Regions from separate parts of the Arachis hypogaea genome. Here region 1 is linked to region 2. A link is a contact called in public Hi-C data. All regions are on one chromosome and are shown on one strand. Each heading gives the region's core, a stretch centred on a gene start, on an enhancer-like site or on the middle of the called end of the contact. The rest is flanking DNA. Distances are from core to core; before and after follow the strand shown. Region 1 holds the start of LOC112721134 (UDP-glycosyltransferase 84B2). Region 2 holds the start of LOC112720537 (protein MRG1).

Region 1 (3,575 bases), core at 533-3,032, 160 kb before region 2:
AAATACAATAGTGCCTAATTTTTTATGTTTAAAAAAATTTTAAGTATAGTATTATAAAAATATTTGATTATTTTACTTTAAAACATTTGATTATATATTCTGCTGTAAAATATTTTATTATTTTGTTAAAATTACGTAAAATAATATGTATAAATACATTTAAATATTTAATTATTGGTTTTTGGTATTTATAAAACATCTTTTGTAAACTATTTAACAAAATGGCATTATCTAATGAAAAAATGCTAGGAAGCTAATATTACTAGTATATGTATTTGTGCCCTCTACGGGATATATATATATATATTAAAAAATTTTAAATAAAAAAATCCTAGTAATTTTTGTTATAAAAATTAAAAAAAGTTAAATATGTATGACTTTTTACTGTGAATAAATTATAAAATATAAAATATAAAATAAGTAAAATAAAAAAGAATACAATTATTTTTTTAATAAATTGAAGAAATATTTACATCTATATAATTGATATTAGACATTTAGACAATAAATTACAAGAAAATTTTAATAGAAATATTAGAGTTGATATTAAAATTAAAAAATAAATATAAACAATGAATAAAAATTTAAAATCAAAATATTTAAGATCAAATAAAAAATAAAGAGAGATCTTTTGTAAATAATAAATCAAACATTAACATGACAATAAATTAAATCAAATAACATATGTTTGGATTAATTAAATTAAATAATTGATATAATAAATTAATTATAATTATTTGTATCAATAAAATGATTAAATAAATAAATAATATCTTATAAATATGCCATGTAAAAGTTATAATATTTTTAAAAATTATTATTCAAAAGTCAAAATACATAAGACAAAAAAAATTAATGCAAATAAAAGCAAAATTAATTCATTTATTCTAGTCAAATCAAATAATTAATATAATTAATTAGTTATAGTTAATATATTTAAATAAAATATTAAATAATTTGATATTTATTTTAACCAAATTAAATAAATAATTAATTATAATATTTTTAAAAATTATTAATCAAAATATATAAGATAAAAAAATTATACAAATTAATATAATTAATTAGTTATTAATTAAAAAAATCTGATTTCAATAATAGATACTAGATAAATGACAATCAATTTCAGCCAAACATATAGATAGAATATTCAAATATATAACAAGCAGATACATTGAATGTAAAAATATTTCTCTAATATGATAAATACTATAAAGAAAAAAAAGTTATTATTTTGGTGCATTAAGTAAATTTGTCTCTTGTAGTTTGACCAAAATGATGTGATCTCATGATAACAGTTGCCCACGTCATAAAAAATGGAATGAATGAACCAATATATTTTTTAAATATTTAAAATAATAAACTAAGTTTTCATTTTTAAAATTGTCTTTTATTAATTCTTTTAGGAAAATTTTTGTATAATAATTATTAGTAGATGTAAATAGTTAAATGGCACTATTAATATTGTGATAGCCAATTAATATGGATATTTTTTAATTATAATTAACATGATATTCAAAGTTAATTTATATACAATTTTAATTTAATTAAGTTATATGAATAAATTTCGAATACCACATTAAATACAATTAAAATATGTCCATATCAAATAATCATAAGAATATCACATATTCAACTATTTATACCGGCACTATACTAATATATGAGTCATATTTCTGAGCCCAAAATATACAATATCTATTGATATATTACTCCATTGTGTGAAGTGTGAACCCTTTAAATATACGTTTGAAGTTACAAAGAAATTGGCAACAGAAAACATGGGAGTGAATGTTATTGTGATTTCATTGGGTTTACCAAGTCATATCAGGGTTGTTTCAAACGTTGCTAAGCGCCTTATTTCGAAGGGTGTTCATCATGTTACCATTGTAACCACAGAAGCAGCACGCCATAGCATACTAAGAAACAATCCAAGTTCACAAAGCTCAAACATTAGCTTTGAGTTCTTTTCCGATGGGCTTAGCCTTGATAACAATCGTAGTAATCCAGAAGAAGTAATAAATTCTCTTGAAACAGAAGGCTCCAAGAATCTATCAAGTCTCATCTCTGATCTTAAAAAAGTTGAGGACTACTCTTGTATGATTATTGGCCCAATCTTCCATTGGGCTATAAATATTGCCGTTGAGCATGGTATTCCTTGTGCACTACTTTGGATCCAAGCTTCTGCCGTTTACTCCATTTGCTATCGCTACTTCAAGGGCATTGATGAATTCCCCAACATGGAGGACCTGAATGAAAACATGCACTTACCAGGATTTCCAACATTTCAGGTCAGAGATGTTCATTCTTTTATTCTTCCTTCTACCCCTGAAACCTTGAGAAAAGTTTTCATTGATTTATTCAAATCAATTGACAAGGTGAAATGGGTCATGGGGATCTCTATTTATGAGATTGAGGAAGAGATAGTAAAGTCCATGGCTTCGCTAACCCCTATTTACCCAATTGGACCACTTGTTTCTCCAATTTTATTGGGAGAAAAGGAAACTGATAATGCTGCTAAAGACTCTTGCATAGAGTGGCTAGATAATAAGCCACCTTCCTCTGTTATATATGTGTCATTTGGAACCTTGGTTGTGTTGTCCAAAAAGCAGATACATAACTTAGCCATGGCTTTAAAGAACAGCAACAAGCCATTCTTATGGGTGCTTAACCCATTCAATAACGAAGGTGATGCCGAAGAAGTGCTGCCTGAGTTTCTACAAGATACCAAAGAGAGGGGTTTGGTGGTGAAATGGTGCCAGCAAGATAGGGTTTTGATGCACCCTTCTATTGCATGTTTTGTGAGTCATTGTGGGTTTAATTCCATGATAGAGACTATCCTTGCTGGGGTGCCAGTTGTTGGTTTTCCATTTTATTCTGACCATCCTACAGATGCCATGCTTATAACTAATGTATTTGGAAATGGGGTCAGAGTCAAGTGTGGTGAAGATGGTGTTACTAGCACTCCAGAGTTTGAAAGGTGCATTTGGGAAGTCACACATGGACCCAACGCTAAAGAGATTAAAAAGAGGGCACTAGAGGTGAAGGAACTAGCAAAAAAAGCGGCACAACAAGGTGGCAGTGCTGATAAATACATTACACAATTTATCAGTGAAATTACTAAATAAAAAACTACAATTATTATTGGATTAAGTTATGGTTTTGAGACATTGTTCCCTTTGATGATATTGCGTTTCTAAATAAAATCATGCTATCTCGATCGATCCTAGTTGTTTTTGTTTGTATTAGTTCAATCGTTCGTTGTAATGTTGGAAAGTGTTGGCTAATTATCTAAACATTTCACTTATTTATATTAAGTGTAAGATTCAAAATTTAAGACTAGTGATAATACAAATAAGTAATAAAATACAAATAAGAAATAAAATTTGCACTATTACAAATTAAAATATTGGAATTATTCTTTCATAAAAACTTTGGTAAACTATCACAAATGCTCTCAAAATGATCAAATTACTAGCAAAAGTTCCCTTAAATTTGTTAACAGAAAAAGTACTCTTAAAATATTTTATACAATTTTTATAGCATAATTAGAAAAATAACATAATTTTACTCTT
Region 2 (4,081 bases), core at 1,151-3,650:
AATTATTTGTCATATTTATTCTTCACTCTCAACCCCGATTTTACAACCTTCATAACCAATAATAAGAACATACTTCCCTGCAATTCCTTGAGAAGACGACCCGAGGTTTAAATACTCGGTTATCAATTTTAAAAGGGGTTTGTTACTTGTGACAACCAAAACGTTTGTATGAAAGGACTTTTGAAGGTTTAGAAACTATACTTGCAACGAGGATTTATCCGCAAAATTCTAGACCACGCAAAAGTTCCTCTCATTAGCGGCACCTCGGTTCTAATACAAGTCGAACCGCTGTCATAGAAGGAGCTTGGACCTCACGTTCAGACCCAAATACAACCCAATTTCAGATAACCCTTAGAACAGTTCCCAATGTTGAAGATAAAGCGAAAAAGAAAAATTCAAGGCGTAAATTAAAGTATACACAATCGAACGGTAGCAACAGTACTTTTGGCTTTGCAAGTTCATGGATGATTGATGAGAGCAAAGTTGATGGCAAATGCAACGTGGTATGGACATGTGGTTGTACTCGAGTCTAGCCCAGTTACTAATCCAGAAAAATGGTTTATTCATTTCCTGCAAATGGAAGGTACGTACGAGGTTAATCTATGTTGTTCATGGTTCTATAATTTTCTTGATACCTAGGGTTTATTTTATTTTCACTTGTAGACAAAAGATTGTCAGTAATTTATATGAGTTGATGAAATTGAAGGAAAATGGATGGGGTTGGTCAAAACTCTAAGTGGGACAAAGAAAGATGACATCCATGGTACTGAAAATGCAAATATGATTTAAGGAGCAAATAATGAGAACAAGGATATGAAAATTGTGATGAAGCTAGATAGTGTTACAGGAAAAATATGTTCCATTGGAATGAGGCTTGCATTACTATCGGTGGGATTTTTCTTGAGTTTTACAAATCATGGTTCTTAGTTTTTAGGATGTAGTTGAGGCTTTCTAGGTTTAGACATGAATGTTCTTGGTTTTTTTTTTTTTTTTTTTTTTTGCCTCAGTTGAAGATTGAGTAGGTGTTGTTAGTGGATTTAGATGAGAGTTTATTTTAATATATGTAATCTTATTCGATTTTAACATTGACAATTGTAGAATTAAATGATATTAAATGTTCTTATTTATAACCCTCTTTTAATTGTGATTATAACAAAATTAATGATGCAGTAATAATGATTTAACCTAAAAACATAAATATAAATAGCTTAATGATAGCTAGAATCAATATAAACTTCAATACATAAACCATAATTAAAATCTAATATCATAATCTAACTGAAACCTAATAGTAGTCATTATATATCAAATATCTTAATCAAAAGAGCTAGTTTTTAAATTGAGTATACCTATGAAACAACAAAATTGAAATTGTATCAATAAAATATGGGTTTTGTATAACAAAACTATTCAAAATCCTAAAAAATAATTCTAAATTACTTTTTTTTAGCCTAATCTATCACATTCTAATCTTTAACTCCCTTTATGGATTTATCACCACTAAAATTCTTTTTCTCTAACTCTCATCCACATCTACAACAATCGTCAGTGTTACTGTCATCACAACCATCACTGCTGTCGCCTCCTTCTCCTTACCACCACCATCCTCCCAACAAACAACCAGATTTAGAGGTTAAAAATTAGATAGAACCATAGCAACACCATAAAACCATAACCAAATCCACCACCACCATATCTACGACCTCTTCCACTTTTAAAGCCATGGCCATCACTTCCGCAATCGCCATGGTACTGACGCTCGTTGATAGTGATGTTGTGGCCGTCAAGGTTAGAGCCATTAGCAAGGACAGTGCCTCTAGCGATAAGCTTCGTCGATAGTAACAGCAGGTACAGTGGTGGCGGAACAATTCCTCCTCCATCTATCACTCTAGCTAACCTGAGCTCTCTCTCTCTCTCTTCGTTCTCTGTGCCTCCAACTACGACGGCAACGACAAAATCCTCCTCCGGTGGCAGCTCTAATAGCAGCGACTCCGAGGAAAGCTTCGGCGGCGACAACATACCCTTTCTTTTCTCTCGTTGCATTTTGTCGTTCTCTCTCACTTTCTCGGTTTCAGGCTTCTCTCACTCTTCTTTCCTTGCTCGATGGCAATAGCAACGGTCACTCCCAATACGACTTCCTTCAATCTTCTATGATATTAGGAATTAATTGTTTTGCTTACCATATTTGCAATGGGAATAGAGATTGGGAATAAGGGATGGGAAAAATTAATATTAGAAGAAGGATAATTTAAAATTTTTAAATAATTTTTAGAATTTAAATAATTTTATCGTATAAAATCTATTTTTTATGAATATAATTTCTATTATTTTATAGATAAATCTATCAGCATTTAAATTTTTTATAGATAAAAATAATAGTTTACTCAAATTTAATGATTAAACTATCAATTTCATTTCGTTAGAAAAACAAATTTATCAGAAATAAAAGTTATAAAGCCGACGGGAACAAATTTGGTGTTTAGGTCCTTTTGAAAAATAACCACATGCATCCCTACGAATTCTACGATTACGAAATAATGTTTCACTAGCGTTGCTACTTGCTAGCTAGGAACAAGTGATCCAAACCAAAGTGAAGACAAAGGCAAAAAGAAAATGAAGTGAAAAAAAAGGAAAACAAAAAAACCCTTCAACCAAGACTAAAACTGCCTTATTAATCAATTGGTCGAGCGAGTGGTTTTGTTCTGTAATAGTGCGTCTCTTCCCGCCCAGTTACTTGCCCTTCTCTCTCCGCACTCCGACGATGGGAAATTCGTCCAAGGACGATTCCGCCACCTCCGGCGACGCCTCCGCCGGCGACGTTCAGCCCGCAAATTCCAGCCTTTACTCCGAGGGCGAGAGAGTCCTCGCCTACCATGGCCCTCGAATCTACGAAGCCAAGGCACTTCAAACTTTTCATTTCATCCTCTTTTATTTTATTTTATTTTATTGGTGAATTTCCAATTTCAAATACGCTGTCGTTTTTCTCGATTTCCGTTTTCTTTTCCTTTTGTCGTTTTTCTGGTTTTTGGAATTTGCTCATTCCCGTGACTGTTAAATTAAAAAAAAAAAAAAAAGAAAGAAACAGGACTTTGTTGTCGCTCACTGCTTATATTTCCGCACAAGGCTTTTTTCACCGTTGGGGATTTGTTTGTTGTGTCTGTAAAATGGTCCATTCTCATTGCCTTCACTGAATTGTGAATTACACTTTTTTTTTCTCTTGAAGGATAAAGCTTCTTCTAAGGTCTTGGCGGTTTTGCATTTATAATTTATGAAGTTCTAGTGGCGATTTTATCACCATCATAATTGTATAGTAGTAATAATGTTTTAGTAAGTATTTTTTTAATGTTTAATTGTAAATGTTTGCTGCTGGTAACGGATAAGTATTCTCACTTCTCTTTTTCATTTGAGACTAGAGAATACGACATTGCATTAAGATGCTGAATTGTGAGTTAATTTAGGGTTTCTTTGAGTTGATGTCTTGTCTTTCTACACTCTACATGCATGCACTTAATGCAAAGATTTTGGTCATTTTGACATAATTTAGTGCATGTTTGACCATCAGGTGCAAAAGACTGAGATCCGAAAGAAGGAATGGAGATACTTTGTTCACTACCTTGTAAGTTCTGTTACATCTTGGTTTCAGTACTCGTCATTTTCGTATGAATTACTTCACTTCATGAGTATGAATAGCTTTGCTTTTTAAAGATGTTGTTTAACTTGGCAAATTTGAAATCTTAAATAACTTAAAATGTGAAAGTTTAAAGTGATACCTTGATTTGCTATTGACTTTTGGTTGCATTACTGTTTTCTATTTTGCAGGGATGGAATAAAAAGTGAGTATCCTATCTTTCTTTTGTTTCATTTTAAGTTCAGAGTTAAAAAAATAGAGGTACAAGTGGCATCAATGATGATGCTCCAAAGTTTCAGTACACAATGTGTTTTAAATCATTATCTTTGTTCATGTTTTTCTAATATGATAAACTAGTAACAAATTATTAAGAAGTGCTAGCTGACTCCTGCTAAGGCTCTGATGTTGTATTAAGTAAGAAGCATTAGTTGACATTTGCCAATTTTTCAAAGT

Evidence for each region. Hi-C and Micro-C count contacts between places; a contact is called where the count stands out from the background.
Region 1: a contact with region 2 is called in a Hi-C map of leaf, with 2.7 times the contacts expected there. The contact joins the promoter of LOC112721134 here to the promoter of LOC112720537 in region 2. A contact is called at or near these places in 2 of 8 Hi-C or Micro-C datasets (both in leaf).

What each region holds. Positions count from the first base shown.
Region 1 is chr11:22,356,634-22,360,208 of arahy.Tifrunner.gnm2.J5K5, reverse strand. It overlaps LOC112721134 (UDP-glycosyltransferase 84B2), which reads left to right and starts at 1,782. Exons shown (of 1, transcript XM_025772204.1): 1 at 1,782-3,128. The coding sequence starts at 1,782. The coding sequence ends at 3,128.
Region 2 is chr11:22,192,960-22,197,040 of arahy.Tifrunner.gnm2.J5K5, reverse strand. LOC112720537 (protein MRG1) reads left to right here and starts at 2,400. Exons shown (of 10, transcript XM_072206590.1): 1 at 2,400-2,899; 2 at 3,563-3,616. The coding sequence starts at 2,874.